Linked DNA regions of Mus musculus: all the other regions are linked to region 2. Evidence: chromatin contacts called from public Hi-C and HiChIP or PLAC-seq data. All regions are on one chromosome and are shown on one strand. The core of a region is the stretch at or near the end of the contact, and the rest is flanking DNA. Distances in the headings are between cores, read along the strand shown. Region 1 overlaps Daam1 (dishevelled associated activator of morphogenesis 1). Region 2 overlaps Daam1 (dishevelled associated activator of morphogenesis 1). Region 3 overlaps Daam1 (dishevelled associated activator of morphogenesis 1).

Region 1 (4,443 bases), core at 511-3,010, 110 kb before region 2:
GTGGCTGTGCTGGAATTAATGGTGGCTTTTGTGCTTGTGGAAACGATGAGCCAAGATGCAAATTTAGTAATTAATAGTTTGCAGCGTGATTTTTTGATCTCAGACTGCTTGTGAGATTTCCAGCACTCCCGAGAAATACTTCTTCCCGCCAGGCTCAAGCAGAGTTTTTTGAGCTGTTAAGACCAGCACTGCCCTGAAGCCGAGGGACAGAGTCTGAGCTGGCGACCCCAGGCCCTTAGTAGACTTTGCTTTAGGATTTCATCTGACTTTTATTTATGAAAGAGAGACAGTGGGGGAGGGAGAGAGAGCACATGATTGGCATGTGACGTGGATGCCTTTACACACCAGATAAGGGTGTTGGATCTCCTTGAGCTGGAGTTGCAGGTATTGTGAGGCACTTGGTCACTCTACATGGGTACTGGAAATGAACTTGGGTCCTCTAGAAGAGCATCAAGTGCTCTTAACCCCTGAGCTATTGCTCCACATTTGACAACCTGTGACATTCCTTCTCAACTATCTTTCTGAGGAACAATGAGAGAATAAGAGTCCTTTAAAGCAGTGCAATTCAGAGATGAGAAAATTATCTACTAGCAACAGGAGGGTTTCCCAGAATCCTTTTTGGCTGCTGATAATCTGCTACTACTTGGGCTCTGACAGCTGTCTGGCGGCTGGCTCACCTGTTCTAACATGTCCTTGGGCAGATCCTCCTGTTCATCCATTGTTAGAATTGCCCGCTTGATTTCATCATTGGATAATTTCAACCTGGAGAAGGCATATTTTATTTTGTTAATAACACTGTCATGATTATTACAATTTAATACAAGATGACTCACTCCACTACACCAGCTGCTGATTTTCAAGTATGGTTTTTCTCAAAATCTCGGCAAAAGCTTATTTCCTGACAACACAGGAAACTAAAAATAGGATTTTGAAACGGCTTCGACATTCTTTCCCGGCTCTGTAATGTTCTGCTGACATGGGGACGAGCTGCCATGTTCTATCATTAGTTTTGTCAAGGAAAGTTAGAGATGAGGAAAGCAGGTTCAGTGGTCTCCTCAGACCCAACACCCACAAACTGTGGGTGAGAGGAGAGAACTCAACCCCTGACCTCACTGTATGTCAGAGGAATTCCGGGCACGCTGCAAAAATAGTTTTTGACAAGCTTAGAAACCATACTGGCGAGTGAAGAGTTAAATGCATTAATATACAAAGAGAAATACACGGTTACTTCCTAGGTCAGGTATTTTCATATATTTCATCTCTTCTCATCTTATTTCATTTCTATTTGAGGATAGAAAAGGAGAGACACTGCTGTTTGAGTAGGAGCTTTCCCACTCTCTCTCACTGCTTACTGGTTCACGCAGGAGATGCAGCCGCATGCAGAGTGGCTAGTTTAAGTAGGAAAGGATCTTTACCCGCCTACTGCCTTGGAACCCTCTATGCGTTCACTGAGTCTTGCAGCTTGTTTGGGACATAGGTTGAGTGTGCGCTTTCTATCGTAAGAGTCTTGCTGTTGTTGCCCAACCCGCCCAAAGCTATAGTCACCATGGAGACAAGGATACATGTCCTGATCCTTTTTCAAGGGTCTGGTGCTCTCACACGTGGAGATGAAGGCTGGGGGAAATAGTGTGGGTAGGAATGCCTTGGGAAGTGACAATAACCACACTCAGTAAATGCCAAACTGTCCACTAGACAAGGGCAATCCACCTTACCCTGCCGCTGGGCTGTGGTGCCACATTCACCCTGTGCTGGGCAGAGACAGGCTGGCCCTGGCAGACTCCACCAGGCGGTTTCAACCCCGGGACAATCACTGCTTCTCAAACATGTGCAGCAGAGCACGGCAGGAAACCCACACATTAAGTGGAAAAATTGAGCTAAGTTGGTCTGGGTGGAGAATACAACAGAAGAATACAGGAGGTCCATAAGCACCAGGTCTCCATTGTCAAGGTTAGCCCTGGATTTTAGGACATTACAGCCTCTTAGGTCAGTTAAAGGGCCAGTACCATAGTGTGGCCACAGAGGGCAAAGGAAGGGACAGTAACTTGAGAAGAAAATTGCCTCTAATAAAACCCAACAGGTGAGGAAGCCTCTACAGTCACCACCAAAAGAGCCTCGCTTATGACTTCATTACTTTATCACTGGATGCGTGCATCGGCGTGTGCCACAGCACGTATGTGAAGTCAGAGGACAATTTCAGGGATGGCTCTCTCCTTCATCGTGTGGCCCCTTGGGACGGAATGCTAGTTCTCAGGCTTGGCAGCACCCACTGAGCTATCCCACAGGACCCCAAGTTCTGCTCCTACGAGGAAACTAAATGAGCTCTGCGTCTTTTCACACCAGGCTGAGGAAATTGTTTTGAGCCTTTCTGCTCTGCATTTAAAAGTAAAGGGTTGAGAATCAGAGTGAGAACACTATTCAAAGCACTGGGCTTGAATTTCACTAGCTACCCAGATGGAGTTTGAAGCTGCTTGCCTTTGAAATTGTATATATTTATGCTCTTCAATTTCCAGCGGCTGTCTGAACTAAACTTCCTCTTAATGTGGCCCACAAAGAGACAGGAGACTTTAATGAAAAGTCCTTAAGAAAATTTACCCAGTCAATGGAACACCACACATGGATCAGACAAAGAAACCCTACCTCCTAAGTAAGGCTAGGAGAGTACCCCGCCCCCCCCCCCAGGACTCATTTGTCACCCTCAGAATGAGCCTTTAATCTCTTTAATTTAAGGACCCCACTGATTCTAGCCTGCTCATTGCTCTTACAGCTTGGCAGTGCTCTTGGTGACAACTCTTGAGGCGTCTGCTTCCACTGCCCTTTCTTGGCAGGAAATGAACCAGCCACCTTAAAATAGTATCTAACTCCAGGTTGCTCTACTTGGGTATTTAAAAACTTTGCCCAGAGAATCAGAACCTTCAGGGACAATTAGAACAAGCTAGGGACAGAAGGCTAGATGAGCCTTGGCTCCGCTTTGCCAGATCCTCCTACTTAATAAAGGGGCTTTTCGTGGTTTACAACACCCAGGTTGCCATGTCAAGAGAGGAACTGGGAAAAAGGAACAGCTGTATTCGGGAAGCGGTCATTCTATAATACAGACCCATGTGAGTGAGTGGTGAGTCAGTCTGTCTCTCTCTCTCTCTCTCTCTCTCTCTCTCTCTCTCTCTCTCTCTCTCTCTCTCTCTCCTGGTGTGGGTGGGGAGGCCTGCTTTGGTGATTAAATACATGTCATCCATATACAGACAGTAGAGAAGTTGCTTATGCTACTGAGGGACTACTATAATAAAAAGCAATTAAATTGGGTTTTAATACATAAACACATAGGAGGGAAGTTCTTAATAGCTCCTTATTCTGAGGTATGCCATGGCCAATCCGTTCTCCTCACACATGTGATAGGCAGGGCACTGCTGTTCCTCCACTAAACAACTTCTCTTCCTTCTGCTCTTAAGAGCTTCAGGTGATCTCGGTCACGTAAGCTGTAAACACACACTTACCAAGCATAACACGGCAGTCACCTGCTTTGGGCTCTAAGCCAGGTGGTAGCAGGTCCCCCTTACCTAACTTCTATAGCACATAAGGAAGCTCTAAAGGCTATCCAAACCCTGGGGATACACAAGTGTCTGAAAAGACAACATATAGACTATGCCAGAGCCTCTCACTGCCGTAGATGTTGGTGTAATGATGGCTGTGACACAAATCCTCCATCAACAAGAGAACAGGTGGGCACTGCATGTGTAGAAAGCCAGAAAACTTGACATGATTTTTGATATATTTCTGGTTATCCCTAAGTACAAAGTGAAATGCCAATTCCTATCAACAGTTTCTCATCTCTGTCAGTGCTGGCCCAACATGTCTTACCTAGCTGGTGTCTCCTCTGCAACCACCGCTTGATCCCTCCCACCTTACACACTGCTCTCCTCAGGAACAAACCCTGTTCTCTGATGCCATGATATATAAATGGCCATCAGCCAAGCAGTGACCGGGGGGCTTCATGCATGTCATCAGCCCACTGCACAACTACTACGGCCACGAGCTTCACACTATAGACCAGGAGCTATGGCTTGATTATGGCTGACTTGTGTGTGTCCCTGTATTAGTCAGGGTTCTCTAGAGTCACAGAACTTACGGATAGTCTCTAGTTAGTAAAGGAATTTATTGATAACTTACAGTCGGCAGCCCAATTCCTTACAATTGTTCAGTCGCAGCTGTGAATGGAAATCCAAGGATCTAGCAGTTACTCAGTCTCACACGGCAAGCAGGCGAAGGAGCAAGAGCAAGAGCTAGACTCCCTTCTTCCAATGTCCTTATATTGTCTCCAGCAAAAGGTGTAGCCCAGATTAAAGGTGTGTTCCACCACACCTTTAATCCCAGATGAAAGGCATAGCCCAGATTAAAGGTGTGTTCCTTAACTCGGAGATTCAATCTTCTGGAATCCATAGCCACTATGGC
Region 2 (4,702 bases), core at 1,776-4,275:
AGTGAGAATCTGAGCTGCCTAAGCCACATACGCTAGCCGAAGTTGCACAGCTAATGAGGGAGAAAACTGAAACTGGAACCCAGACTCTCAACCCGGACCACTCTCCTTAAAGATAATAAAGCTATTTCAATTGTGGTCTCATAAACTGTCAAACAGCTGGATACTCCGTTAGCTTAGGATTTTCATTCCCCAACTACAACAACTGGATTCTGTTTCCCACAATCCCTGTCTCTTCTTATTCTTTGTCTGCACCGGCGTCAGGAATTATTGCCATGTTTTGTAACTGTTTGTACCAATATTCTATAAAGAGTTAAAATGAAAGGAAACTATTTCTTGGGCTTGAGTTTATAGCAAAAGCAGGAGGCTTGACAATATGCAATGACTGGTGTTCAAGGCTACAGAATTCTTACCCTACCACCATCGAGAGAGAGAGAGAGAGAGAGAGAGAGAGAGAGAGAGAGAGAGAGAGAGAAATTTAAAATGCTTGTGCTACAGGTTAACTGGTTTGGTTTCATCACTCCATAGTGTATGAGTATCTTTAAATAAAATGCTGGACTTCATTAGCATACAACTATAATTTGTTAAATTTTAAATAAGAAATATGGGTGCCACATGGTGGAAGAAAAAACCGGAGGCAGAGGGAAATGAAGATCCCCAAAGTAAAAAAGGTCTCCTTCCAGGACCCTACCCCACCCCCACCCCTGGCCCCGGCCTCAGTTACATCACTCACCACTCACCTTCTAGAAACATGCTAATTAATTTGTCTTAACCTCAGCATCATTTTTCAAAAGATCTGGTCTGCAAAAGATCCATCAGCAGCCAAGTAGACAGCTGCTCAACAAGGAAAACTTAATTCAGACACCAAGAATGGTAGACAGAATGCCCCCACCACCCCATGCCACAGAATAATGCTTCTTAAATTCTAATCTCTCTGAAATCTCCACTGAATTTTTGTTAAATCTGTTTTAAGTGTTTAACTTGTAAAAGTAGAAAGAAACCCAAGCCCAAGAAATGATTCCATGTTACACTCCAGGTAACACATCATGGCCTCTCTAGCAAGATGATGCTTGGTGACAGGGCCTCTAAGCTGAGTGGGTTTTCCCTCCCAGAAACGCTTGTCTGTGTGTTAGCCCAGTCACTCTTGCAGCTGACACAGGCTATCAGCAGCAGTTTGTCTTCCTATGGTCACAGAAACTCACCTCTCAGCACTCGGGAAGGACCTTTCCCCAACACCTGTTCTCAGGAAAGGACTGTGAAGTGACGGATTTGCCCTGTGGTTGGTTTCATCTATGGCAAACTTGAAATCTATTTCCAGGGTCAAACAGTTAATCAACACAGGACCTCAAATTTAAAAAACAAGGACAGTGTATTGCTTAGGTTGACTGGTATTATATTTATCTGCCCATATTATTATTCCATTACCTCAAACATTCTACTATTAGCATGGGGGTGGTAGACAGGAATCTATTTTTCATTCAATTCAATTGCTAATTATAGGTTGAAAAACATTCAGGGTAGTTGATGGGGATGGAAGCCACTGCCCAGAGTCACACATCACCAAAGGGTCTCTGGGGGCTTGCTAAAAAGAAAATCAGACCCACAACATGGAGCTGAGCCTCTTTCTGCCTCATTTCAACCAACGAGTATAATTAGGTAAGGTTACATACTTCCTACCAAGTTTTTAGGACTGAGACTACACATCTCTTGGTAAACAAATGGAGAAATGTTTCTATGAGATTGACTTTCAAAGAAATAATGACTCCAAGAGCCAGGATTCAAGTATATGTGGGACTTTTTTTTTTCATTGTGTTCTTGGTTTTTGTCCCCTGACCATCCCTGAAAACAGCAGTGTGGAAGGCATGTTTTCAATCAGGGTTTTATAAACTCATAAAGACTGCACTATGAAGTTAGATGACTAAATAGCCATCACGTGTGTTGGATTATACAGGAAGGAACTTAAGGTAGAAGAGGGCTTCTTAAACTTTCTCCATTTGTGACTGCATTTCACTAAATAACATTTTGTGTGACTCCAAGTATACAGGGACATAAGATAAGTATACAGACCAAACATTTCCTAATGGTAAATTACAAAGAAATTTATTTCAAAGTAGTTCTTTGGTACATATAATTTTTACCATTTATGACAGACATTTGCATACCAATGAAACAGAGCTAATCAACAGGTAATCAACACATCAGCCTGCATGCCTCTAAGTATAACAGAAAACACACCATTAAACCATCATCAAGAGTGAATTTGGTAAACACTATACCATCGCCCACCTGCTGGGACCAAAACACTCAGAAACACACTGAGAGAAATCTTCACTGTCAGCCTAGTAAATGTTTTGATACAACTGTGAGAGGCCACTGTTAGGGTTGAACTCCCACAGGCTTCAACAGCCTAGACCACACCAAAATGGAGTCATTCCTGCTAACTACCACATAATCAATTTAAGCTTTCAGGAAGCAGATAAATCCCCAAACAGACCAGTTTTTCCAGAAAGCAGGAGTCTGCGTGAATCAAGGACATCCCCTCTTGCTTTACAAAACAGGAAGCTGGAACGAGCTGATGTCAATCAGTCTGTTTCCAATTGTTTTGTCGCCTCACTCCTAAAGCCTCTGCTAGGCTATTACCAAAGAGCTCTCATTCTATTGTGTAGATGGAGATTGCCCAATTTATGAGTGGCTTAGAGGGGAAAAAGCAATTAGATCTATAACTAAATTTGTTGTGATTTTATAATTTGACACTTCAGTACTTACTGGCTAATTGGCACTACAAATATTTACTATTTCATGCTCATAAGAAAGGTTACTTTTCTGGTATTTTGAAAGCAAGCTTTTTTTTTCCTTTTTGAGGTAAAAGGGGATAGTCCGTTCTGCCAATGAACTGGCACTAGGAACCAGGAGAAACATATTACTGAAACCAGAGGCAAATCCAAACTAAACTAACCTTCTGACCTCCAAACATGCTCAACACAGGGATGTCCAACACAGCTGGCGGGGCTGGCGCAGGGTTTACTCTCAGATGACAACTGATGTGCATGGCATGTGATGTGCTGACTTGCGGGTGACTGTGGTACATACAGAGCAGAGTAAGGAAACCCATCAAGCATGGTGCACACACATGACCTTCCCCCCCCCCCCAGGGGAAATTTCTGAGTACTGAAACCCAAAATAGGAGTGGATCTAAAAATAGCCCCTCTGCTTCTACAGAGGTGTTTTCCTCTCGGCGTTCGTTCCAAATGTGTGGGAAGACAAAACGGCCTGGGTTAAGTGGATTTCCAGATTTCAGCAACAGCCACGTGATGCTTGGAACCCTCTTCAGCCAATAGCAGAAATACAATTTCCTCTTCCAGTTAGGTTTTTTTTTTTTTTTCCTTGTAAGCTTAGAAGGCGGACAGCACAAAACTGGGCAGGAGCACATAGAGCTAAGTTTTCTGAGACGCTCTCATTACTTCCTGTTGAAAATCTCAAAGTCTAACTCAGACTGAGGAAGACCATTAGATCTTGGGATTTTTGTCATTGACAAAATAGTGATTTTTTTTTTTCCTGAAGAAAGATGAGTAGAATTGACAGAGCACTTACTTTCCCTACCATGCCACACGTGTGCAGGACTTGAGTATCACTGCTAAGGTTCCTTCTGTTCCTAGTCCATTAAATGTGACACTGTAAGAAAAGACTACTTGTGGGAAGGAACACACATGCTATCGTTTCTTTAGGAAAGGTAATCTATTAACTACTTCATTCTATGTTCTAAGCCACCTCCAGCTGTATGGTAAACCTTCTCCCCAATGGCACATACAAAAACTTACTCCTTTTCTGTACTATTTCAAATCAAAGAACTACAATGATACCCCAGAAATCAAAGCAAGCAAACAAAACATGTCCCAAAGGATCTACAACTCTAAGGTATTTGGGCCTGGGCTAAGAAGGAACAACAGTCCTGCCTCGGCTGCCTCAGTAAGCGACTGAGGTAGCTCCACTCAGACAGCTGGCCTCTGGAGCAGGGAGGGCCACCTGTGCACAGGATGAAACCCAACATATACTGACTATGCATATGCCCTCTATCTGTCCAGCACTGACATAAATACAAGCCCCTTCACTCACCCCTCCCCTCAAGATGAAGTTTAGTGGAAGAGTTTTCAGTGCGAGCAGCTTCTGGGTGCTGGGGACACTCATTCTGAATGAGTGGGAGCTGGGGACCGTCCCGGTGAGGCATGAAGGGACTCCAGGCCTACATAGGAAGCCTTGCACCTCTCTGCATAGTATTTACCACAAGAGACAAACACTACAAGAATGATAGGTGTCAGAACAAACTGAACTTGCAATTCTCACTCCTAGTCCCTGGCCATCCCAAACGAGCCTGCAGGGCATCACAGACAGAGCTTGCGTTCCCACAGCCAGGTGTCTAGGTCGAAGTGTGCACAGTGACTGGAAGGCAGCCTGCACGGACGGCCTGGAAGGAGACCAGGACGGGGCTTCTCCCCTTCACCCTGAAAGCTTCCTTTCAGAAGCAAGTCATCTGACGGCGAAAGGACAACAAAGCGTGTCACACCTTTTGTATTAAAATCATTTTAATACAGAATCCTTTATCAAATGAAAACCCATTTCTGTACAGAGGGTCATCCTATGAAACAGTGACAAAATTTGTAAGTAACAAAAGCAGACGCTGAAGCAGAAACACAAGAAAATTACTTTA
Region 3 (4,633 bases), core at 1,918-4,417, 69 kb before region 2:
AGTAACATTTTCTTTTTTTAGTGACATAATGGTACTGAGAAGGATATTCTAGGTCTCATGTCACACTGAGGACTACATGGGGATGTCACAGCTGTATGAAATTCAAGAGTGAAGGAGACCTGTCTTTACAGTGGCCAGAGACATGGCCAGTTGGTGACTAGATTGTTTCTATCAGTTATTTAGATTTCATTGTGAAGTAGGATTTCATTTGATGTGGCTGAAAGGGGCTACTGACACCGGTGGAGTTAACAAGAGAACACATGTTAGTCCCAGGCACAGGTCTCCTGCTGACCCAGCTCAGGAGCTATGTTAGAAAAACGAGTGTGCCAGGCAGTGGTGGCACACGCCTTTAATCCCAGCACTTGGGAGGCAGAGGCAGGCGGATTTCTGAGTTCGAGGCCAGCCTGGTCTACAGAGTGAGTTCCAGGACAGCCAGGGCTACACAGAGAAACCCTGTCTTGAAAAACAAACCAAAAAAAAAAAAAAAAAGAAGGAAAGCAAAGGAAAAAAGGAAAGGAAAAAGGGAAAGGAAAGGAAATAGAGTGTGTGTCTGCTAAAAAGACCTGAAACCCAAACCCACCTCAGCTAGATGTGTCTCACAACCCAGGTGACCTTGAGCCAAAACAGCTGGCGCATCTGTGGATGGAGTTCACTGACACGCCTAACCTGGACCTCCCTGTCAGCTGTAGTCTCTGTTGGAGACACAGCAAGCTCAGCCAGGAGGCACGCTGTGCTTGGCTTCCACAATCTCGCACACCTTTGTGCTGAGAGAGGTATTCCTGTAACCAGGACTTTCCATTAAGAGAGCACCCCGATATAATGGGTCACCCAAGGAGAAGACACTGCCATGTACACACAGCGGCTGTCTGATGCCCAAGGAGTTACTGCTATACTGCTGGCTTCAGTTTTTTAGTTTCAGCAGCCCATCCATCCATCCATCCATCCATCCATCCATCCAAACATTCATGCATTGGGCCTTGGAAGAGTGATTTCTAGGAGGAGCTTTTAATTTTAGGCTTAGACCTTATCTCTAAAAATCCCTCCCTTTTTCCCTCTTTCTGTAACCCAGGCTGGTCTCAACTGTAGGACTGTAGAGTGATCCTCCTGATTCAGATTTCTAAGTGCTGAGGTTATAGCTATGAGCCACCATTACTCGCCCTACAAACACGCACGCGAGCGCACGCGCACACGCACGCACACGCACACACACACACACACACACACCACTGTCTCTAGGCAGATACTTCCAAGTGAGTCTGCTTAGGTGATCAAAGAAATATAGTTCAAAACTGTTTTCAAAAGCCGGGCGTGGTGGCACATGCCTTTAATCCCAGCACTCGGAGGCAGAGGCAGGCGGATTTTTGAGTTCAAGGCCAGCCTGGTCTACAGAGTGAGTTCCAGGACAGCCAGGGCTGTACAGAGAAACCCTGTCTCGAAAAACAAAACAAACAAACAAACAAAAAACTATTTTCAAGCAGTAACAAGCAGTAACAAGAAGGAAAATGGCTGTTTACAGGGCCACCTGAGTGGGCAGCAAGGGACACAGATGAGGGTCACGGGTATAGCAGTGGCTTTGAAGTTGGGCAGGATTACACTCTTGTGATTTAAAAACATTCAGAAAGCCTGATGAGTTTTAAGAATGGCTCTTGGCTATAATTTACCACATTAATAAAAGAGCTAGAGTGGCAGAATAAATGCTGAACCCAGCTCTCCTCTTAGAAGGAGCACTAAAATTAGCAAAAGCCTGCTGCTACTAACGTATTTAACAAGCCAAAACCCTCAGTGATAGTCAATGGTATTTGAACCTATAAAATGAAATAGAAGGTGCCAGATCTTTCTATTCTCCCCAAATCAGGGCAAATTTCCAAAGCAAACAAAACCAAGTCCTATGTCCAAGGTTCCACAAAAGCCTATCTGTTGTAAGCTCCACAGTCCTGGATACAAAACAGGGATTATTTTAGAAACTGAAGACTAGTGCATAGAAGGAAGACTTTGTACTTTGAAATGTTTGAATAATACTAACAGTTAAGAGTAGACATTGTAGTCAAATGGGGCTCCTTTCACTTCTGGTGCCTCGGTGCTGAGAAAATTACAAGTGCCACATGTATGAATGCACTGGTTGATACTGCTCTGGGAGTAGTAGGCAGGGGGATTCTTGGCGCTCTTCCCTTTGGCAATGCACCTCTGACTGCCTGTGCAGTCCTGGTCCTTACACACAGAAGGATGCAGCAGTCGCCGGATGGAATGCAAGACTGAGTCTGTGCTCTAGCGTGAGTGAATGTTAAAGTTCTCACTGAGGAGTCAGAAAGCAAGCAAGCAGCTCTTCTGGGTGGGAGTTGGAGGGAAGAGGGTGAACATCCTATAAAAAACCCAGGCCACTGAGACATGCCAAGGAGAAGACACTTCTAAGTTGTATAGTCTTCCTGACAGCATGTGTGTCCCTGCTAAAGAGAAAGTATGTCCTGTGCCTCTGACATTATCCTCTGGGCCACCTATCTCAGCTCTAGTTCCTTCTTCTAAAGAAGAAGCAGGGAAGGTCAAGGCTGTTTAGCTGCAGCATGCGGGACGGAACCAACAGCAACACTGAGCACATCAAGCACTCAACTAAACCTATTTTCGCTGCCTTCTTCTCCAATCCTGTTACAACATTTCTCTAAGCAAGAATATTAACTTACTATATTGTCTGTGAAAAAGAGAGGTGTTTTGTTTTGTTTTGTTCTGTTTTGTTTTGTTTTTCTCTTAAGATGTAGTGAGGTATGATAGATCAAATTTATAACCCTAGCACTTGGGAGACTGAAGCAAGTAGATCATAAGTTTGAAGCCAATCTGGGCACGGTAGCAAGATCTATCTAGAAAACAAAATAAGGTCCCCAAGACAAGTCATAGTTCATGACACTGAGAAGTTGCCCTAAGTAAATACAAATCCTGGATTCATATTAGATGTTCTTTTTAGTCTACTCAAAGAAAGGACAATTCACATTAAAATCTACTTTTGTGTCCTAGTCAGCTTCAAATGTCAACTTGACACAATCTAGAAATAATCGCCATAGAACCTCAGTTGAGGACTTCCTTAGATCTACCTGGCCTGTGGAACATCTCTGGGGGACTGCCTTGGCTGTTTACTGATTGAGGATGACTCTGGCCACTGTGGGTAGTGCATTTCCTGAGCACGTGGTCCTAGGCTGTACAAGGAAACAGCTGAGAATGTGCCAACAGGCAGCACTCTTCTGGGTTTCCTGCTTACCTCTGTGTGACGACTAACATTATATTTTAAGTTTAAATTACTGTGTTTAAGAGATCTATAAAACAAGAAGGCATGTAACCTATAAACCCCATGTGCACAGGGACTGACAATGTCCTGGAATTCTGGGGCTGCTGTGCATGGAAGATAACCAACCTTGTGCCTTTACTTCTGTGTACAAGCTCAGTTGCCCTCAATCGCACAGGGTGTGTCTGCTTGATTACACGTAGGCAGGAAGTATGCAGCCTCGTGGGTTTTTTTCTTTATAAGCTCCTAAGTAATATATATAATTCAGTACCATACTCTGATGAGCACCTCCAGTCTCTGGTATGGTATTGGCCAGTATCCACGGTCCTAGCCAGCACTTAGTAAATCCTTTTATTTATTAATATTTATTCATGGTCATGGAGAATATTTGAGAAACTCCAGACCCATATGCCTCTTTGCCTGTGAAGTGAGTTACTTGGCCAGAGGTGACGCTCTGTGGATAGTGAGCAGGCCTCCCTACACGTTCCTGCCTTGACTACCCCTCATTGATTGATTTAGTCTATAAATTGAAATGAGTCCTCCCCAAAATTGTATTGTGACACAATGGCAGAATGAAAATAGGACCTTGGCTGCCTCTTGAAAATGCCACACACACACTTTAGTTTATGGGAATTATCTTTAGAAGTTCTGCTAAATAATTAGAACAGAAACAAGTGTCTGAATTTATTAAATTCTCTAGTTTTTTTTTTTTTTTGAGAATATATATCTATGCTACTGATTTTTAGATGGTATGATGGGTAGGCCACTAATCCAGCCATCTTAAGATGTAATTCTATAGACTTCTTTTTTACTGACTCAGGTGACAGTTTGGGTAAGTGTGAATATATCTGGGGTTGTTTTCCTTTTCTCAAAAACAGGAGAATGTTTCTGACGTTCCTACAAGCTCTAAGAGTCCAACAGTGAGACATCACTGGGGCACAACCTCTACTGTACTTAATTCCGAGACTCAACTTCTAACGTCAATAACTTGTAAAAATTTACATTGTCCAGTGATTCAGTGGCAGAACTATTCATTGTCAACCGTCAGCCCAACTGTCACTCAGTAGCCACCCACGTCTGTGCTGTCTTGTCATTTAATACAATCCCTCCTGTTTGTTAGAGGCCTTCAGAGATAGATAGCAGGACACTGATGATGGCTGAGACTTCCTGCTGGACAGAGCTCACCTTTGACACTTTGCCTTTAACTCCAGCCTGAAATGACTTGTTTAACCTCTTTTCCTTATTACCCTAAGTGTGTGTGTGTGTGAGTGTGTGTGTGAGTGTGTGTGTGTGTGTGTGTGTGTGTGTGTGTGTGTGTGTGTGTGTGTAAAATCCAGATACCTTAGGGGGTGAAGATACCCTTTC

The links. Hi-C and Micro-C count contacts between places; a contact is called where the count stands out from the background. HiChIP or PLAC-seq counts read pairs in DNA pulled down with a chosen protein or histone mark.
Region 1: an H3K27ac HiChIP or PLAC-seq map of heart atrium shows a contact between it and region 2, with 8 read pairs. The contact joins two enhancer-like sites. A contact is called at or near these places in 1 of 484 Hi-C or Micro-C datasets (uterus), 3 of 115 datasets of contacts at active chromatin or transcription factors (embryonic stem cells, heart atrium and regulatory T cells) and 1 of 9 other capture datasets (embryonic stem cells).
Region 3: a Hi-C map of liver shows a contact between it and region 2, with 2.4 times the contacts expected there. The contact joins two enhancer-like sites. A contact is called at or near these places in 9 of 484 Hi-C or Micro-C datasets (CD4 T cells, the HL-1 cell line, brown adipocytes and 4 more), 4 of 115 datasets of contacts at active chromatin or transcription factors (embryonic stem cells, heart atrium, large pre-B cells and 1 more) and 1 of 9 other capture datasets (embryonic stem cells).

Annotation. Positions count from the first base shown.
Region 1 is chr12:71,967,413-71,971,855 of GRCm38.p6, reverse strand. Daam1 (dishevelled associated activator of morphogenesis 1) reads right to left here. Exons shown (of 26, transcript NM_026102.3): 18 at 678-762. Among named protein-coding and RNA genes, the nearest start is that of Gm40440, 71 kb to the left of the region's middle. Within about 2 kb of position 1,760, at least 19 of the 459 cell types and tissues checked have an H3K27ac peak or open chromatin away from gene starts, as enhancers often do. A contact at or near this core is called in heart atrium, where this site is marked.
Region 2 is chr12:71,862,579-71,867,280 of GRCm38.p6, reverse strand. All of the region lies in intron 1 of Daam1 (dishevelled associated activator of morphogenesis 1), which reads right to left. Among named protein-coding and RNA genes, the nearest start is that of Daam1, 34 kb to the right of the region's middle. Within about 2 kb of position 3,025, at least 58 of the 459 cell types and tissues checked have an H3K27ac peak or open chromatin away from gene starts, as enhancers often do. A contact at or near this core is called in heart atrium and liver, where this site is marked.
Region 3 is chr12:71,931,720-71,936,352 of GRCm38.p6, reverse strand. All of the region lies in intron 3 of Daam1 (dishevelled associated activator of morphogenesis 1), which reads right to left. Among named protein-coding and RNA genes, the nearest start is that of Daam1, 100 kb to the right of the region's middle. Within about 2 kb of position 3,167, at least 121 of the 459 cell types and tissues checked have an H3K27ac peak or open chromatin away from gene starts, as enhancers often do. A contact at or near this core is called in liver, where this site is marked.